Linked DNA regions of Sus scrofa: region 2 is linked to region 1. Evidence: chromatin contacts called from public HiChIP or PLAC-seq data. All regions are on one chromosome and are shown on one strand. The core of a region is the stretch at or near the end of the contact, and the rest is flanking DNA. Distances in the headings are between cores, read along the strand shown. Region 1 has its middle 7.6 kb from the start of RHOB. Region 2 has its middle 25 kb from the start of LAPTM4A.

Evidence for each region. HiChIP or PLAC-seq counts read pairs in DNA pulled down with a chosen protein or histone mark.
Region 2: a contact with region 1 is called in an H3K27ac HiChIP or PLAC-seq map of alveolar macrophages. The contact joins two enhancer-like sites. A contact is called at or near these places in 1 of 47 Hi-C or Micro-C datasets (embryonic fibroblasts) and 2 of 2 datasets of contacts at active chromatin or transcription factors (alveolar macrophages and skeletal muscle).

The regions. Positions count from the first base shown.
Region 1 is chr3:117,781,678-117,784,377 of Sscrofa11.1, reverse strand. No RefSeq gene overlaps it. Among named protein-coding and RNA genes, the nearest start is that of RHOB, 7.6 kb to the right of the region's middle. Within about 2 kb of position 1,312, at least 41 of the 83 cell types and tissues checked have an H3K27ac peak or open chromatin away from gene starts, as enhancers often do. A contact at or near this core is called in alveolar macrophages, where this site is marked.
Region 2 is chr3:118,125,398-118,128,435 of Sscrofa11.1, reverse strand. No RefSeq gene overlaps it. Among named protein-coding and RNA genes, the nearest start is that of LAPTM4A, 25 kb to the left of the region's middle. Within about 2 kb of position 1,540, at least 14 of the 83 cell types and tissues checked have an H3K27ac peak or open chromatin away from gene starts, as enhancers often do. A contact at or near this core is called in alveolar macrophages, where this site is marked.

The DNA.
Region 1 (2,700 bases), core at 63-2,562:
CACATGACCACGCTGAGACTCATCCTGGGACGGGCACACATAAGGAGATGAATACTGGGAGGGTGTGGGGCTCACTGAGGGCCATCAAAGTACCAACACACCTCTGAGTTCAAACCTACCCTGGCTCCTCCCCTGTGCCTACGCATTTACAGCACTTACCACTCTAGAATGAAATAGTCCATTAAATTGTTATGACTACTGTACTGTATTGCCACTTATATTTCATGAACTGGAGCGCCTCTGAGGGCTGGGACTCTATGCTTTTTCTCCCTGGCACAGAGTACATTTATAGAGTAAGTGATTAAATGAGAGCAACAACTGTTTTTACTTCCTTCAAGTCTGCCGGGCTCAAGCTCTGTCCTTACCCATTTTTTTTTTTTCCCTTTTTAGGGCCAAACTTGCAGCATATGGAAGTTCCCAGGCTAGGGGGTGAATTGAGCTGCAGCTGTGGCAACACCGGATTTGAACCAAATCTGCGACCTACCCGCTAGCTTGCGGCAACACTGGATCCTTAATGCACTGAGGTGGGGGCAGGGATTGAACCCACACCCTCACTGACACTATGTCAGGTTCTTAACCCACTGTGCCACAATGGGAACTTTCCTACCCACCATTTAGACATAGGAAGATCAACAGCTGTGAGACACCAATTACATCAGGTCCTTGAGTTCCTTAGAGGCTGGCAGCTAGACCTATACTGAGGTCCTGGCATACAGGAGGCATCTAACATATTAGTGGAATGACTGAATGAGTGGACTTCTAAGACATATCACTGAGATTTCTGAGCTATAAATGAATTTCTTTCTCTCTTTCTCTCTCTCTCGCTCTTTCTTTCTTTCTTCCTATTTTTAGAGTCACATCCTCAGCATATGGAAGTTCCCAGGCTAGGGGTCGAGTCAGAGCTGCAGCTGCCATCCTATGCCATAGCTGCAGCGAGGCCGGGGATCAAACCCGCATCCTCATGGATACTAGTCAGATTTGTTTCCGCTGTGCCACCAAGGGAACTCCCTCACCTTCTTGCTCAAACATATATTGTGACCAAGCTGAGCAGAAGTCACACAACTCCACTTTTCACAGATGAAACAATTCCATCAGACAGTTGTTGAAAGGAGAGATTTTTCAGTGACTTCTTTCATGAAGAACAGTCTCTTTTGCTGAGCCGTGTTCTACCATCCTGCATGGCCGGAGCAGAAGCAGAGGTCCTGGGACAGTGGGGTGAAGAGGATCCGTCTTGGTCTCCCCACTGCTGTGACTTCTGCTCCCCAGATTGCCTGGTTCTGAAAGAGGCTCCTCATATAAGCTCTGTCTCATGCTATAAATAGCCACGGACACATCTGGGATGATAACACACTAGAGTGTGGCAACCCATTGTGTATTCCTCTCCTCCCTATTGCAAAATCCTGACATCGTCAGAGAACACAAGCAATGAATCATCCCTGTATAAACACTCCGATTAGGTCATTTGCTTTCAAGACAGAAAAAAAAAAAAAAAAAAAAGGGAAGAGAAAAAGCCTGGACTTATGTTATTACCCTCTGGACTGACATAAGGAGGCACATCTCCCACCCTGCTGAGTGCTAACTTCCAAGGAGCTGTGAGAATAACTTCGTCTTACTTAAGACTTCACATTCCTAGTTTCCGTTCTTTGGAAGATTTCACTTTTGGACCTCAGTTTAAGCAACTCCAGTGAAAGAAGGTCTTGAATAATACGATTCCAGAGGAAGGATTTTTTTTGTTTGTTTGTTTTATAAATTTTTTTTTAAGTCTATGAAAGGATTAATAATATTTTCTACAAGGGAGCCCTCTTGATCTGTAAAAAAAAAAAATGAAATTCGTCTCGTGGGGGCCACCCACTGGCTCTGCCAGGCCAAATCCTGCCAGCTCTGTCTGTGCCTTTTTTGGACAGTGTGGTAGTTTTAAATTCTGAATTTTATTGCTTATCTAGGGCATGTCCTCTGGCTCCCACGGTCTCCGCCACTGCCATTATGTCTCGCACGTGCTTAACTGCAGGACCCCTGTGGACACTCTCAGCTTCTGAGTTCTCGCTTGCATTTTACAAATGGGGAAACTGAGGCCTGGAAAGGCTGGTTTGTCCAAGGTTGGACAGTTTGGAATTGGAAGACCTCAAAAGCAGGTCTCCAGCCTCCTGGTATGAGGCTCTCTCTTTCTGCTTAGTGCATTTCCACACCATTTGCCCAGAGCTTCAGATAACTTAATGAATCTATGTGAAATTAACAGCCACGGTAAACGTAGCTGGGGTGGAATTTGTAATAACAGCCCTAATGGGAAGTGGAAACGAATCCAACTAGGATCCATGAGGATGCGGATTCAGTTCCTGGCCTCACCCAGTGGGTTAAGGATCTGGCATTGCCGAGAGCTCTGGTGTAGGTCGCAGATGCGCTCAGATCTGGCATTGCTGTGGCTGGGGTGTAGGCTGGCAGCTGTAGCTCTGATTTGACCCCTAGCCTGAGAACCTCCATATGCCACGGGTGCGGCCCTAAAAAAACAAAACCAAACCAAATCAAAACAAAAACACCCAAAAACCAAAACCACCCCCATCCAACCGTCATGGAGTGGTGAGTTCTTGTGACGTTCCTCTTCCCTTTCTGCCCTCCGGCTCCTCACCGGGCCATGTCACGGGGCCAACCTCACATGGGGGAAGAGAACACTTTCCTACTTCCCTCTTCTCGTCCAAAGGCTCT
Region 2 (3,038 bases), core at 291-2,790, 340 kb before region 1:
AAGGATGAAGCATGTTTATCGAAGATCCCACCAGACACTTGAAATGGGTCCAGGATGACCCACTTCAGAGAGAGGGTTGGGTGTGGAGGGCTATTTCAGCTGTGGTCAGTGGGACCCCCGCCAGCCCTCCAGCAGTGGGACTCCCTACAGCCTCACATAGCTGCCCTCAGAGCTGTGGCCACCTGAAACCCTGAGCTTAGGTCCTCTGGCCCCTGACATGTGGCCACAATGAGACAGCTTGTTGCTAGAACAACCAAACAGAGAGAACTCATAAGATCTCTGTGACATGGCTCAAGTCCACTTCGCAACAGATGTAAAAGTATGCTGCCATGGACACCAGCCTCAGAAGTGTCCTCAAAACACCCTGGGTTCCCTCGGTGGCCTATATGACTCCGTATTTCTTGAGTTTTTGGAAACACTTTCTCCATTCGCCACAGGGTCCCAAATGAATCCACACCACAACTCAGACTTGCGAAGAAAATAACTCAAAATTATGTATAGGAGTTCCCTTGTGGCTCAGCTTGTTAAGGATCCAGCTTTGGCATTGCTGTAGCTCTGGTTGCAGCTGTGGCTCGGGTTCGATCCCTGGCCCAGGAACTTCTGCATGCCACGAGCATGATCAAAATAAATAAATACATAAAATATTGTACAGGGTAGATCCAATCCTCCCAGTAAGCTACCCTCCACAGAAAAGCAAAATGCCTTTTGTCCATTCCAGAGACCTGATGCTGATGCATTAGTTTATTTTTTAAATTTAATTTTATTTTTAGGCCACGCCCACAGCTTGCAGAAGTTCCTGAGCCAGGGATAGAACCCATGGCACAGCAATGACAATATCAGATCCTTAACCTGCCAGGGAACTCCATCTGGTGCGTTAGTTTAAAGTATTCCTCTAGGAGTTCCCATCGTGGCTCAGCGGTAACGAACCCAACTAGTATCCATGAAGCCTCAGGTTTGATCCCTGGCCTCGCTCAGTGGGTTAAGGATCTGGTGTTGCTGTGAGCTGTGGTGAAGTCCGCAGATTCGGCTCAGATCCCACGTTGCTGTGGCTGTGGTGTAGGCCAGCAGCTACTGCTCCGATTCAACCCCTGGGGTGGGAACCTCCATATGCTTCGGGTGCGGACCTAAAAAGACCACACACACAAAAAAATCATTCCTCTAGATGATGTCACTTGGGCAGCTTATTCTCAGCTTTCCAGCCCCATCTCCTCCCTCTCTGCGGAAGGGCACCTGGGATATGAATGTGGGTGGGTCTCTGGCTTGTGTGCCCCTGGCAGAAGAACAGCCCTTCTGATCTGCAAGTTGGTTCCATCCTCCTTGGACTCCCCTGATTTACCTCTGTCCTGGCCTGACCTGGCTCCATTGCAGTTAGAGAGATGTGGGCCTGGGCAGCCTGGAGGTCTGAGTCGGGAGGGGCCTGGCCTTCGTGTGGCCAGGGCTGCTGACGGTGTTTATTTTGCAAAGCCCAGACGAGGCCTGTGCTGGGTGGCCTGTGATGGAGCCACACCCATCCTGACGTCAAACCAGGAGTCAGCTGGCCCAGCCACGACTCAGGGTCCTCAGAAGCCCCACTGTCTCCTGGGAGCAGGGGTGTCTGCCCTTCACCTCTTCCTCTTTCATAATCCACCTTAGAAGTCCTGGGCTTCTGGCCCAGGACATCCCAGAATGGGTGGGTGGGCAGTGACCCTGGTTCTGCCAGACTGTGGAGGAGCAGTCCTGACTATCCTGAGGGGCAGAAGGTGCCAGAGGGCTGCAGGAGGGCCCGGCAGATATCCAGCAGGGAGATGCCCCAGCCTCAGCTCCCAGTCCTGGATCACGTCATAAATAGATAACGCTTATACTTAATGCATCAGCAAAGCTGGATCACATGCACAAAAAAAGATGGGGGGAGTGGGATTGAGAGCTGGAGAAAAATCACCCAGAGGGTTCTGCTGACTCTGCTGTTCTTCACACTTAGGACTCGGGGCTTCTCGAGGTCTGGATCTGGCCCCTCATCAAGGGCTTGCCCCTCCCAGAAGCTTAACTCAGAGAAAGAGCTCTCTCTTGCTAATTCTGTGACCTTTGTCAGCTGGTGAAGACAGCCTAACTCCTGCTCCTTTGATGCTTCCCAGCCCTGCCCTCTGCCAGGCCCTGGGCTGATGCCGAGATGACAGGCTTCCTGGCCTCAAGGGCCCACAGTCTCACAGAGGAGACAGATATATACAACAAAGGACACTTACAAATAATTTTTTTTTTTTTTGCCGCATGTGGAAGTTCCAGGGCCAGGGATCGAATCCACGCCACCCCTGCTTCCTGTGCCACAGCTGCAGCAAGGCTGGATCCTTAACCCACCACATCACAATGGAACTTTCAGTAATTCCTATTTTTGAAATGCCTTCTAATTGCAAAAATTTGACATACAAATTCTTCCCAACGACCCTGGGGGTGAGTATATCTGCAGGTTACCCATGGGAGCCTGAAGCTCAGGGCAGTGAGGGCCACCCAGCCCGTGAGCACCAGGGCCCAGGCTCTCATCTACCGCTCAGGACTGCCCCCCGCCTCCAGCCAAATGCTTCCTCTGTCGTCATGAAGGGCTCCTCCCAGACATGCAGGCCTCTGCGGAGGCTGAGTCTGTTAGGCTGTTTTTCTCAGGCACCGGCCCAGTAGGCCCAGCCCATGCAGCTAACCAGCTTCTTGACTGACCTGAGGGTCCCTTGGGTCCTGTGTGCCTCATGCACCTGCACGTCGGCTCTGGCCTGGCAAAGCCTTGCCCACAGTGAGGAGCAGGGCCTGTGCTGCCGCCACTCCCAGGACCTCTGCAAGACGGCTTGGGCGTGGGTCAGAAACCGTAGGAAATGAAAGACCTCTTGAAAGTGTTTGATGAAACGTCCGGTGCGGGAGTTCCAGTCATGCCTCAGCAGTAACAAACCCGACTAGTACGCAAGAGGATGGGGGTTTGGTCCCGGCCTTGCTCGGTGGGTGGAGGATCTGGCGTTGCCATGAGCTGGGGTGTAGGTCACAGATGCGGCTTGGATCCTGTGTTGCGGTGGCTGTGGTGC